Linked DNA regions of Mus musculus: region 2 is linked to region 1. A link is a contact called in public HiChIP or PLAC-seq data. All regions are on one chromosome and are shown on one strand. The core of a region is the stretch at or near the end of the contact, and the rest is flanking DNA. Distances in the headings are between cores, read along the strand shown. Region 1 holds the start of Uqcrq (ubiquinol-cytochrome c reductase, complex III subunit VII). Region 2 overlaps Gm12216 (predicted gene 12216).

The links. HiChIP or PLAC-seq counts read pairs in DNA pulled down with a chosen protein or histone mark.
Region 2: a FOXA1 HiChIP or PLAC-seq map of pancreatic cancer cells shows a contact between it and region 1. The contact joins the enhancer-like site here to the promoter of Uqcrq in region 1. A contact is called at or near these places in 1 of 39 promoter capture datasets (liver), 3 of 115 datasets of contacts at active chromatin or transcription factors (epiblast stem cells, memory CD8 T cells and pancreatic cancer cells) and 1 of 9 other capture datasets (liver).

Annotation. Positions count from the first base shown.
Region 1 is chr11:53,428,472-53,435,795 of GRCm38.p6, forward strand. Uqcrq (ubiquinol-cytochrome c reductase, complex III subunit VII) reads right to left here and starts at 2,360. Exons shown (of 2, transcript NM_025352.3): 1 at 2,065-2,360; 2 at 1-679. The coding sequence starts at 2,218. The coding sequence ends at 585. Gdf9 (growth differentiation factor 9) reads left to right here and starts at 4,815. Exons shown (of 2, transcript NM_008110.2): 1 at 4,815-5,331. The coding sequence starts at 4,935.
Region 2 is chr11:53,799,981-53,806,775 of GRCm38.p6, forward strand. All of the region lies in intron 3 of Gm12216 (predicted gene 12216), which reads right to left. Among named protein-coding and RNA genes, the nearest start is that of Irf1, 33 kb to the left of the region's middle. Within about 2 kb of position 3,666, at least 77 of the 459 cell types and tissues checked have an H3K27ac peak or open chromatin away from gene starts, as enhancers often do. A contact at or near this core is called in memory CD8 T cells and pancreatic cancer cells, where this site is marked.

The DNA.
Region 1 (7,324 bases), core at 1,110-3,609:
GGCCTTCCCTACCTAAGGAAGGCAGCATGGCTTGCTTTTAAGATCACACACTGGTACCTGGCTCTACCAACTCAGTCATATGATTCTGGGCAAAGTACTTAAACTCTGATTCCTCATCAGCAAAGGGATTAGAATGCTTACTTCAAAGGCTGCCGAGTTAAAAGTTCATCTGTGTCTAGCAAGTCCACCTGACACCCTGATTACAGTGTTGTCCCTAGACCTTAAGGATGTGATGGGAGCAGAGGGTTGGGACCCTGCACTCCAGGTTCCACGCTATGCATAGCTACCACAGCCCCTGCAGGGCTTGTGCTGAGAAAGGGATTGTCATGAACTTGCATATTGCCAAAACAACGTTGTGCTGGGCATGGTGGTGATCGCCATGACATAGCAGGCAGAGGCAGGCAGATTTCTCAGGAGACGCAGGCCAGTCAGGGACACACAGTGAGACCTTGTCTCAAACTAAGCACACAAAGTCACAAAGGGAAGTCCATAAGTAGTTTATTGTCTTCAAGACTACAGTGTGGATTCCTCTCCCAGAGAAGGGTCTTTCAGAGGCAGGGGACTGTCACCCAGGTGCAGGCCGTCTACTTGTCATTTTCATACATGGCTGGATTCTTCCTTTTCGACTGCTCAAACTCCTGGTTGCCCCATGTGTAGATCAGGTAGACCACTACAAACGCTGTAGGGATCAAGAGAGGAAGCCATGAGTACAGACATTTTAAAAAGTTTCTATTTTATTATTATTGTGTGTGTGGGGGGGGGAGGGGTTTACATGCATGTCTGATCATACATATGCATGTAGCTCCCTGGGGGCAAGAAGATGTTAGGTGCCCTGGAACTGGAGTTATATAGATGGCTGTGAGCCACCATGTGGGTGCTGGGAGGAACCACACTGGGTCATTTACATGAACAGGCACCTGTACCACAACCACCAGTGCCCCAGCTCTCTGGCTTTTTTTTTTTTTTTTCCTTTTTTGATATGGCCTCCTTGAGTGGACAGACAGACCTCAAACAAGAGATCCACCCACCTCTGTCAGTCCATGTCCTCCTTTCTGACTTTCAACCAATTCTGCCTGTCCTTCTACTGTCCCTAGCTTCAACTGTTTGTTTGGTTTTGGAGAAAGGGTTTCTTTCTCTGTGTAAGCCTGGCTGTCCATGAACTCAGGGATCTGCCTGCCTCTGCCTCCTAAGCACTGGGATTAAAGGCATGCGTGCGTGCTGTGGCTCAGGGCATACCGAGGTGACTAAGGGAGTAAGAGAATGGCAAATCCCTCAGGACTTAAGTCACAGATGATTGTAAGCCACCATATGGGTGCTAGGAATGGAATCTGGATCTTCTGAAAGAGCAGGAAAGATGTTGAACCATCCCCAGCCCTAAGTTTCTGTTGCTGTATTAAGACAAGCTCACAGTATAAGGCCCTTGCTGGTCTAGAACTCCCTCAAAACTACATAGATCCACCTGCTTCTGTCTCAGGATTGCTGGGGATTAAATGTAGACACCATTATGACCAGAAACTACTTTTAATAAGAGGTTCAAAATGGTTATAGTACACAACCATTTTATAAGCAACCAAAACAAAGATATCAGCCCAGGAAGATGTGGCCTTCGCTTTCCTAGTTAACACCAAATTAAAAAAAAAAAAATCACGGAATTTACCTAACATAATCTTCACCATTTTAAAAAGTACTGTTGTGCTGGCGCATGCCTACAATTCCAGCCAACAGTCCCGAGGAGAGGGCAGTAAAATCTCAAGTTTAAGGCCAGCCTGGCTTCTACAGCAAGATCGGGCCTCAACCTCTCCATCAAATTTAAGTGCACCTTCACGGATATTCACAATGCCATGAAACCGACAGCAAAATCGGCCGCACATCTAACACAAGACACTGATTGCATCAGCCTTTCATCACAGATAGTGGCCAGCGATGACCTCAGAGGGAGCCGTTGGAGTCACCCAAGTGACCTTAGGCCAGTCATTTCGATATGATAAGAACTCCTCCACGTCTGCCCCGCGAGGGCGTCGGAAGGAGAGGTGCGCGGCTGTACCCCGCCCGCCCCGCACTCACGCGGCGCCACGCGCAGGATGCGCTCGCGAGTGCGGCGCAGCACGTTGGGGATGCCTTTGCTGAAATAGCTTGGGAAGGCGCGCTGCTCAAAGGGCGACAAGCTGTAGGAGATCACGTGCCGTATCCGCGCCAGGTTCCCAAACTCGCGGCCCATGGTGACGGCGGCCCTGGGACAGAAGATAGACGCGTGGCTCAGTCTCGCGAAAAACCTCCCACGGCCTAACACCGACCCCCAGGATCGGTCACCTCTACCTCCAGAGCTCTGAGCCGGCTTTCGCCCGTCACTTCCGGGAGGAGCGGAAGCCGAGCCTAGAGAACGTGAAGTCATTTCCGGGAACTACCATTTTCTTTCGATCTCAAGGGGGAGACTCAAAAAAAAAATTGTCAGTTGACCTGAGTGGGCGTGGCCTGACCTTCGTGTAGCCGGAAAGGACCAGTACCAAGAGGGCTGGGCGGAGCTTAGAGGCGCTTCTAGCGACACGTGGGTGGGGCTTATAGAGGTGCTTGTGGGCTTACGGTAAGTAGTGAACGCACGGGAGAGGTTGATGTTGCCAAGGGGCGGGGCTTGAAGAGGAATGGTGGCTTGGTGGGAGGGGTGCCAAGCAAGTGGGCGGGGCTTATTAGCCACCCTGGGGATCTTAGGTGGATACGTCCGTAAGGTCCCCCGTCGAGAGGTGCACGGGGCGGGGCCTATAGGTGCATGGGGCGCGGATTAGGGTGATGGGCGTGGCTTAGGAGCACCTGGGTGTTCCAAGAGGCGGTCCTTTCCGCTCAGTACCAGGCCTTTGCATAACAGCCGGCAGCTGCTCAAAAATTAAAAAGAAAAAACAAAAAGACTTGTTCTCCTCGTTCTTCTGCTGTCCCTTACTCTCCACCAGGTATATGTGGTCCTCATAACCAAAAGGGCCTTCACTGACCACAGTACAAAATTAAGGACACGGATCTAGAGCTTTGGTACACACTGCCTAGCAAGCCACTGGCAGGCTGTAGACTTGTCCAAGATGTGACATAAACGTTTCTCCCAGTTCAGCCACGAACGAGTGTGGCAGTTGTCAGACGCACATAGTGGTGATGGGAGCCAAGGAGAAAGTGGTGGGTTTGGGCTGAGTGTGTCATCAAACCCAGACCCCACTCTCTAAGGAACTGTTATGTTTTCTCTAAAGTGCATTCATTCTCCTAGCTAATATTATCCTGTGGGACTCACCGCCCTTTCTCCTCCTCTCAGTGGCTGTAAATGGGTTAACTGGCTGTAAATAATCTGGCAATCAAACTGGGGCAGTTTGGCGGTGAGCTTCAGTTTTGCAAGAGTACTTCAGCCTTATCTATCTGGTGCTGGGCAAACTGATTTTTTTTTTATCCTGTGTCATTAGTGTGTTTTGACTTTCTCCCAAGAGATAGTCTCCTTCCAAGGGGTGCTAGATAGCCTTTCATGGTGCACCTGCACATTCTCCCCCCCACCTCCACCCTGCCCCCATTTTCCTTAAACATTATCTAGCTTGATCTCACCTCCAAGGCCGGGACACAAATACTTTAATCAAGGACTAAAACACTGTCCTGATTTCTGCCATCTGGGTGGTTGGTTAAAGAATAAATACGATGTCTATTTAATTGCATTTGCTGATGTCTCAAGATTTTTCAACCAAAGTATAGTCAAGTGAATTGTAGACCAAAACAAGGGCATCAGGATATTGTACTGTCACTACATTTTAAAATATGTATTTGGTATGTAAGTGCTAGGGGTGTAGGTCAGAAGACGAGCTGTAGAAGTCTCTTCTCCCTTTTTCTCTGTGGATCACAGGGGTTGAAGTTAGGCCTTTAGGACTGGATGACTTTTGGTCGTTAGGCTTGGCGGCAAGTTGCTATCTTGCCATTCCAGCTAGATATTGTGGCTTTTTTTTAATTGTTTATTTTCATTTTATAATGGGTGTTTTGTATTCCTAAGGATGCCCGAGAAAGGCATTGGCTCCCCTGGAAGTGGAGCTATAAATGGTTGTTCTAAGAAGAGCAACCAGTGCCCTTAACTGCCAGGTCATCCATCATCTTTCTGGCCCCAAGACATTGTATGTTTTAATTGCTCAAAGTTAAAGGTGATGTCCTCTTTTTATTTTGAGATGGGGTCTCTCAAAATTATGTAGCTCTGACTGTCCTAGAACTCTCTATATAGACCAGGCTGGCTTGAATCCACAGAGATCCACCTGCCTGTGTCTCCTGAATGCTGGGATTAAAGGCGTGAACCTCTACACCTGGGCCCTGATGTCCTTTTTCAAAGCACATTGCAAGTAGCTGTTGTCTTGGGCCAACTTTACAACCCCTCTACTAAGCCACCTGGACAGGCTGAACAGCCTAACATCACTGGAATTTCAGAACCCATTGTGACTTTGTTTCTCTGATTCACTGTGCAGTAAGCCATCAGTTATTCTAACCACCTGGACGTGGGAGCTGTGGAGATAGACGATGAATCAAGAGGAAAAAATAAACCTAATACTTCTGCAGTCACATCTCCAGCCCTAAGAGGTTTTGTTTTATAATTCCTTGGGTTTCTGTTGGGCTCTCACCTATATAAGTAGTCCACTAGGGTGACGATACTTGGTGGGTTTGAAATAAATGTCCAGGAGAAACAGGGAAAGAAAGCCAAATAAGTAGATAAATCTGTATCTAATGAGAACAAATTGGATAAAACCGTGTTGTCAGCTGACTGCTGTAGAGCTGATAAGAAACAATGTACAGCTAGGCATGCTTGAGGTCTGATTACAGAAGTGAAGTCAGTCTTCCACACCTAGATTTTATTTAAGGACCACGCCAGGGCCTCCCCGACCTTTAGAAAGAAGACTGGCACGAGGAGATGCGTTCCTTCTTAGTTCTCCCAAGTCATGGCACTTCCCAGCAACTTCCTGTTGGGGGTTTGCTGCTTTGCCTGGCTGTGTTTTCTTAGTAGCCTTAGCTCTCAGGCTTCTACTGAAGAATCCCAGAGTGGAGCCAGTGAAAATGTGGAGTCTGAGGCAGACCCCTGGTCCTTGCTGCTGCCTGTAGATGGGACTGACAGGTCTGGCCTCTTGCCCCCCCTCTTTAAGGTTCTATCTGATAGGCGAGGTGAGACCCCTAAGCTGCAGCCTGACTCCAGAGCACTCTACTACATGAAAAAGCTCTATAAGACGTATGCTACCAAAGAGGGGGTTCCCAAACCCAGCAGAAGTCACCTCTACAATACCGTCCGGCTCTTCAGTCCCTGTGCCCAGCAAGAGCAGGCACCCAGCAACCAGGTGACAGGTGGGTAAGAGGAGGTTGCTCAACTGGGCTGGGAGAAAAGACAGAGGCTTTACCGATTCTGTTACCAGAAGGAGCCACACTTTGATTTGGGTCCCTTGGTTTGTTTTGAGGCAGGATCTACCCCTGTTACCCAGTCTGTACTCAGAACTCTGCATCCTTCTGCCTCGGCTCCTTAAGTACTGGAATCACACAGGTTTTCACCATCCTGTGAATTCTATTTTGCATGATTCTCAGTGTCCAACTGAAACAAACTTTTTCTTTTAAAGTTAGCACTTTTTAAAAAGTTTAAAGTTTTTTTTTTTTGTTTTTTTGTTTTGGTGTGGTGGTACTAAGGATTAAATTGAGGGCAAGGGGTTCACATATGCTAGCTACGCCCTCTGCTACTACATCCCTGGCCAATAGCATTGATAACACTGTTTTATTTGTTTCCTACAGCATCTTTAGTTAAGAAACTAATAGATTTTATCTTGTTCGAGTTTCCTTTTTTAAATTTTTTTTTATTTTTTGAGACTGTCTCAAACTTGCAGTGACTCTCCTGCTCAGTCACTCTAGTGCTGGGATTCCAGGCACACAGCACCACGCCATCTCAATATGTTAAGGCTAGAAGAGACTAATGTCCTGAAAGGCCAAAGAAAGTTCTGGAGGCAGTTAGCATCTCTTTTATTCTACCAAGTTGTTGGCCTAGCATGGTGCCTAAAGCCTGCTTTTGATTTAGTATTGGGTGTGATCCGGAACATTTCCCCTCGTTTGCTTTCCTGGAAGAAGAAAGTTTGTCTCCACCTGCACAGTACATCTTTCTTTCTTTCTTTTTATTTATTTATTTATTTATTATATGTAAGTACACTGTAGCTGTCTTCAGACACACCAGAAGAGGGTGTCAGATCTCGTTACGGATGGTTGTGAGTCACCATGTGGTTGCTGGGATTTGAACTCTGGACCTTCGGAAGAGCAGTCGGGTGCTCTAACCCACTGAGCCATCTCACCAGCCCTCTTTTTTTTTTTTTTTTTTTTTAAAGGCAAAAACCCAAAACTATATGGCTGAGATGTGGTACCATTTATGTTTTATATACCAGGTGCCTGGAGTTTGACCTCCAGTACCAACAAGACAAAACAAAACTCACGTGGGGTTGCAGTGACACATGACTTTAATTCTAACCCTCAGGAGGCAGGAGCAGGCTTTGCTCTTTGAGTTCAGGGCCAGCTGGGTTTAGAGTTCCAGGATAGCAAGGGCTACACAGTAAGACCCCGTCTCTGTCTCCATAACAAATGAGCAAACAAAATCCCAGACCTCCAAGCGTTTGCCAACAATGGGGGACCTTTTTAGTAAGAAAGAAGAGTTGTGTTTAAAAAAATCAAAACAAGAAAACAAAACACTCAGGGCTTTGGAGATAACTCGGTGAATGAAGGCTTCTTCCACCAAGTCTGACAAGAGCCAGCTCCTACAAGCTGTCTTTCCACCTCTATTTGTGCTCCATTGAGAGAGTGTGTCCATTAACAGCCTCCCCCCAACTCCCCAACAGAGACACACATATATGCTGGCCACCAGTTCATACAAGCCATTGTAACTGTCTAGGGCAGTTGTGGCTGTTCAAAGCCACTCTACCCCGCCCCCAGCCCACTTTACTGCAGCGGCCTTATAGCCTCCATGTGTCCCCAATCTCAGAGCGTGTGATTACCACTGCAGACAAATGTTCTCAGTTGGCTTGTTGCTTTTTTTGTTTTGTTTTGTTTTTTTGTTTCTTTCAAGACAGGATTTCTCTGTGTAGTCCTGGCTGTCCTGGAACTCACTCCGTAGACCAGGCTGGCCTCAAACTCAGAAATCCACCTGCCTCTGCCTCCCACATGCTGGGACTAAAGGCGTGTGCCACCACGCCCGCCCGGCCGGCAGGAGTGTTGCTTTCTGTGGTCTCCTGGCTTTGTCTGTAAGGATGCCGCCACAGGAAGAGCCTCTCCTCAGCTGTCTGTGTTTGGAGCAAGCTGCTGGGTCTGAAAC
Region 2 (6,795 bases), core at 2,416-4,915, 370 kb after region 1:
AGGGCTCATTCTCCTTCCTAAAAATAACCTGCTAGACCCTACTAAGTGCTTCTAATCACTGCTTCCATTGCCCCAGCATCTGAGGTTGGGGTGTGGCTCTGTGGTAGAATGCAGTCTTTCTGATGCCTTAGGCTTGATCCCCTGCACCAAAAACTAAAACTACAAAACAAATAGAAAACAGTGGGTGTTGGGTGTAAAAAGTTCCGGTCTGGGTGCTATTGGAGGACCCACTCCTTGGGTCCTAATCCTTTGTGTTTATGCAAGCTGTTGACTCTGTAAGCCTTTTGTCTTGTTAACGCCCGTTTGTTTGGGTAGACTCCAGGACTGAACCTTCAGAAGATCACAGTTTTCTCTTCCTCTTCCTTGTAGCCGCAGGTGTCAGAGTTATTTGGTCCATCCACTCCTGTCAATGGGCAAGTGCTCTCTCTTCCCTCTGGCTGGAGTTAATAAAGCCTTAGCAAGCACTGGTGAGTGAACCTTGTACTAGGACCCTGAAGGTTCTCCAAAGGCCCAAGTGCCCTAAAGCCTGACATGGCCTAAGGCACCCTTAGGTGGGGACTAGCAGAAGAAAGGTCCTTGGACTGTGCCCAGAAAGGAGAGGTTGGGACTCAGAGCTGAGTGTCCTCTTTTGTGCATCTTCTGGTCTACGACATCACAGGCCCAACAGCAATGGAGCTGAACGACCATGCCCTGAAGCCTTTAAAACCATGAGCTAAATGGTTTCCTGTAGACTGCTTCCCTCAGATGTTTTGTTACAGTGATGGAAATCTGACCAATAACAAAAGTCTCTTCAGCCCCTCTCTCATTTCTTTTGGCTATACTGTCAGAAGCAGGGGAGCTGGATTCTATGGTAGGTAGGTTTGTTTGTTTGTTTGTTTTAGCATATAAGGCATTAGAGACTGTGGCAGTTTGAACAAGACGACCCCACCTCCCCGCTCATATATTTGAATGTTTGGTTCCAAGTTGATGGAGAAGGACTAGGAGGTGTGGCCTTGTCACTGGGATGAGACTTAGGTTTCAAAAGGGCCCAGTTTCTGTCTGTCTCTGTATCTCTCTTGTGGATAAGACATGACCTGTCAACTACTGCTCCAGTACCATGCCTGCATGCTTGCTAGCCTGCTCCTTGGCATGGTGTCCATGTGAAGGGGTCAGCTCAGGACCTTTAGAAAGGTCATGGAACACCTGTCCCTCTGGAAGGGAGAGGCTAGTTAACATTCCTCAGACAGCAAGGGTGTGTGTGGGGGAACGACCTGCGGGTGGGTACAGACAAGGGAAGTCCCTAAAGACCAATCAGTTTAAAAAGTCACACTATTCTGCCAATCACATTGTGCCTAATGGCGGTGGCCCTGAGAACTGTATAAAGGCTCGATGGATGGGCTGTGCGTGGTCATTCTCTCCCTATGTGTAGGGCGACCCCAGCATGTTGGATTAAATAAAATTCCTCTTGCTTTTGCATTGATTCCCGTCTCCATGTTGTTCACTCTGGTAAGTTGGGCTTGCCAGAGTCTTACACACGATCCTCTGAAACTGCAGGTAAGCCCCACAATTCATGCTTTCTTTTAGAAGTGCCTTGGTGTGTCTCTTCATAGCAACAGAGAAGTGACAAAGACGGACACCAACGAAGGGCTTTAGATTCCCCCCTCTCATGAACTCCCACCCTGACTCCCTGGCAGCCTCCCTGGCTCAGACTTCTTCCATGTTCCACCTGTCTTCTTGCCACACCCCTCCTTCCTCATCAGCTACCGTCGCCCTCTCTTGGTCTCTCTAAATCCTCCCTCTGTGTTTTCTACACTGGCCACATTCTCCATGCCCATTAGCCATGCAGACTCCCAACTGCCCACACTTGTTTGGTTTGTTTGCTTGTGAAAACCACTGGTCTGAAACCAGTGTTTAGTACCATGCTGTGATGGGCTCTATTTGCATGTCCCACATCAAATTACCTTTTGACTGGACGTCCCATCTAAATTACTTTGGAACTAATCCAAATCTATCAGAACCAAACCTTTTTCCCTTTGTAATGACTAACACCATCTATTTGATGGGGAAGGCAGAGCCACAGCGCAGGAAGCACCATGCAGACCTTGGGGACAATGCATCATGGCAGGGGCCAGGGATAGGAGCCTTTGTAGACCTGGTCTGAGAGGATAGGAGGGTATGATCGCTATGGGTGTGTGGACCCCTGAAGTAAAAGGAAGCTTGCTCAGTGGACAGGTGCTCTTTTATTAAGCTCAGGTGGTGAATATGGAGAGAACAGAAGATGCTGAGGGCTGCTGAGAAGGTAAAGCAGCTACAAGCTTCCTACACTGGTGGAGGAGGAGGGTTCCTGCCTTGCTGGGTTTAGGAAGCATCCCAGTCACTGGCTACCACAGACCATCTGGGCCAATCAGAAGAACCCCAATACGATGTTTGCATTTGGATGATGAGATATGGAGTACTCTGTTTCCAGAGCATTTCCCAAGATGGGTCTGTCTCGGTGGGACGTGGCATGAGGCAGAAGCCAGAGCAAGTTCTGTGCCCCAGCCTCTATCTAGCATGTCAGTGGCATGAAGCTGGCAGAGCTTCAAGGAAGAGAAGGCAGCCCCTGTTCTTCTTCAGGAGGCATGGAACTGACACTGTGTACTAGGTACTGTAGTGAACTCTAGTGGGGTGTCTGGAGCCTACTGCCCCTAGGGGCTTTTGTGCACACCTCATCCAGGTCTGCATCCCAGCCTTGGTCCTGGGGACTGAGAACTCCTGACTCAGTAGAAGGGCTTTTCACTAATCAGGATGACACGACACTTCCATGGACCCCATACAAGGTAGTCAGCTTGTCTGCCTAGCTCTTCTCTATGTATGGACCATGTCTCCTCGTGTTGGAAGATGCTCTCTCCAAGTTATCACTGGGAGGGACCCTAGGATGACGTTACAGCCCACGGGCGATGGGAGGTAAGCATAGCTAACAACACAGACCCAATCAAGGTAGCATGACATCAGAAGCCACAATGTGTGTCCTCACTTTAAGGGCTGCAGAAGTCAGAGGACTGGGGCTTAAGGAAAGGTTGAGAAAGCCCTAGGACCAGAGAATGGAAGAGGCCATTCCAGATGAGGGAAGCAGCTGGTACCCATGTGGGGAAGGCCTATCAGCTCCTCTGGAACCCAGCACAAACGCTACAGACAGCAAGCCTTCGCCAGTCTCTGGAACACATGCGCTACTGTCCCAGCCTAACCATAACCTCAGACAAGAGCTGGGACCCATTCGCGCTAGCCTAGAAACTGGGAAGTACCTGGCATGGCGCCCTTTACTTCCTCTACACGAGTGCTTGAGGCGTCATGAGGAGCAGCAAGGGGGCCATTTTTGTGGTCAGGAAATGTCTGTGGTAGCTGTGGATGCTTCGAGCCCCACCCCAGGCCCTTCTGAAGTGGAGGTCACATTCCTGAAGATCCTCACTGTCAGCTTCAATCTCTTGCCGCTTTTTGGGAGGTGCAGTTCGTGAGCTCAAGTCCACGAGGTCCTCTGTGATTCAGGAGTAGGGTAGGAAACCCACACAGGGGAAAGAGGACAAGCACTCCGGGTTTAGTTTGGCGGCTCTGAGCCTTGGCTGCACACTAACGTTATCCAAGGACTTTGAGAAATACGTTCAGAGCAGGACTGGAGATGTACCGCTGCTGGTGAGTGAGGGATTGCTGGGCACGCACAAGGCCTTGACTCAGCACTGCAGAAAACTGGGTGTGGTGGCTTACACCTATGATACCAGCACTTAGGCAGTGACAGCAGTTTTAGGTCAATCTTGACTACATAGTGTGTTTGAAAGGCCAGCCTGGGCTATATAAGACTCTGTCAAACAAATCAAACAAACAAACAAAAGAGATGGGCTGATACCCAGCTACTTCCAGAGTCCTAACTGGCTAATACATAAATGAAATTATTATTCAACTACATTAGTCACCGGGGATATGCAAATTAAAACCACATTGTGATTATGATACCACTGCATACCCATTAGACCAGGAAACATGAAAAAGAAAATCAGAAAATACCAACTGTTGGCAGAGCTGTGATGAACTCGCCTCATGCACAGCTAGAGGGACTGACTATAATTCCACCTTCAAGCATACACTTGACAGAAACATACCGGCTCCCACCAGAATGTCCGCCCATTGACACCTCCCAGCTATAGAAGGGTCAGGTAAACTGCAGGCTCTCCATTCAGTGCAGTTCCCTGTGGCTTAAGCCAGTACTCAGCCAGGGGCACGGTGAGGAGGCAGAGGCAGCTAGGTCTCTGTAAATTCATATCCGGAGTCTGGTCTACATAGCGAGCTCCAGGCCAGCCAGAGCGCCAAGGCAGGTCTAGGGTAGCCCAGACTGACCTCAAACGCACTCTGCAGTAGCTACTTTTTCCTGTTATGAAATATCCTGACAGAAGCCACCAGGAGGTGAAGGGCTTATCTGATACCCGGTTGTAGGTACAGTACACCTATCATAGTGGGTAAGGTGTGGTGGGAGCGGGAGCCCAATGGTCACCACTACAACAGCGGTCAGAAAGCGTGATGTCATTGTGCTCCCACGGCTTCCCCCTTTTCTGGTAGTCCAGGTACCACTCTCCTTCCCAGTAGGTCTTTCTACCTCAGGGAACCTAGTTAGGATAATTCCTCACAGGCATGCCCAGGGGCTTTCCTCAGGTTTATATTTTGGGTCATTCCAGACCTAGCTGACAATTAACATCACAGTGATTGTACTCCCCCAACTACCATCTTCTGGCTTCTAGATCCCAAAAGCTGAGATTCCTAGGTGGGGGCGGGGCAGGGTGAGGTATCCAGCTGGGACTCTGTGAATATACCCAAGGTTCTCATGCAGATCACAGAGTTAGGACCCGGAAGTACCAGGTATGCAGGTGACCTCCATACCAAGGCTGGTGACTCAGGCTATGTTGATATTTATGTTTCGTGCTCTCTTTGTTTCTGGCATCTTTAATAAAAAGGATTTAAAAACCCTAATAAAAAAAGGTTTATTTAAAGTCGTACCGGTTTCTTTGGGATCTTGGGGGTCAAGGTGAGATCCAGGCAGGGTGAGTTTCAGATGCACTGGAAAAGCAGGTCCACTGAGAGGCCTCAATCTGGAGCTGGGCAGGTAGGCGGGTAACAGCACTTCCTGCTCAAACAGAGGGCCCACGTGTAACTGCTTATAACTGCTTGTAACTCCAGTCCCAGGGGATCTGAGGCACTCTAGATTCCATGGGCACCTGTACGCACGCGGTACATGCACGCGCATACACACACACACACACACACACACACACACACACACACACACGTAAATAAAATTCTTTGGCTGACTGGAGAGATGGCTCAGTGGTTAAGAGCACTGACCGCTCTTCCAGAGATCCTGAGTTCAATTCCCAGCAACCACCTGGTGGCTCAGAACCATCTGTAATGGGATCTGATGTCCTCTGCTGGTGCGTCTGAAGACAGTGACAGTGCACTCATGTACATAAAATAAGTAAAACCTTTTAAAAAACAATTCTTTTGCTTTACATTTAGTTTTGCAAGGGGGAAGCACATGATGGCACATATATGGATGTCATAGGATAATCTGAAGTAACAGTTTCCCCCTTCTACCCTGTAGGTCCTGGGGATTGAACTCACATAGTCAGGCTTGGTGGTAAGTGCCTTCATCTGCGGAGCCATCCCAATTGGCCCGGACAGATATTAAAAAAAAAAAGTCAAGGCCTCAAGTGGTCCCGCTGAAACCCACTTCCAGCAGAGTGCAGTGGATCAGTGAGGTGAAATGGCATCCTTGCCCATGGAAGGTCCCCTACACAGGTGGAAGAGACATTATAGCAGGCTGCTGCAATGCGTTTCTTCTGTTGAAAGCAGTTGCATCAGGTGAAATGGCGTGTAATGGGAACATGGTAGGCCCCACCCACTCTGCCCCGGGAAATGGATCGCTCTCTCTCCGCACACTATTATTAAGTCACTCTTAGAGAGGTGGTAGCTGGGTTTCCCTAGGGCAGAACTGCAGCTGAGGCTCTGACGACATGGGCGGAGGAGGGGGAAGGTTGACTCGGGGTGTTTGTGTTTGTGGGGAACAGCCAGCTCTGACTTCAGACCACGCCTCTTGGCCTCTGTGTCCAGATTAGGAAACTTGCAACAATCTTCCTGAGGACCATGCTGGGCTCAGTTTTAAGAGCATAGCTGAGAACTTCCTGAACATTCCAGGAGGTTGGTGACAGTCTCCCTAGATACAGCTGACTTCCAGTATATTCTGGTCAAACTACAGGCATCTTAAACAGGATGAGAGAGAACACAGGCTCACATACAGATATTATACCCCCCTGAGTCCTATCTGTCCCTCCAGGAACATAGACCATGAACCCCCTGGTCTTGAAGGGGGCTATGTAGACTGGCTGTGCTCAGGTTTAAGCCTTGGGGTCTCTGCCATCTGCAATAAGAGGGCAGAACTAGAAGTTGGAGTAGTGTCCCTGATCTGCCTTGCAAGGTTGAGTTCACCGTGAGCTCGGAGAGGCCTGAGGCTTCCTTGCTTCTGCTAGATGCATGCTGAGGGTCAGGGGAGTCCTCGGATGGATGCACTTGACCAAAGGACTCAGAGTGGCGTGGGATCTAATAGAAGCTGTGTCACTCAAGAATTTCGAGGCCCCTCCCTAGAGGTGAGAAAAGTGTGGTTATAGAAGGAGGGGTGGACTGGATCTCTCCACTAGGCTGCAGAATCCCACCTCCCTGGTTCTGGTCCCCACCCTGTGAGATGGAAATGATGGTCCAGTAAGGGGGAAGGGTCACAGCTCTTTTGGGGTGGACTAG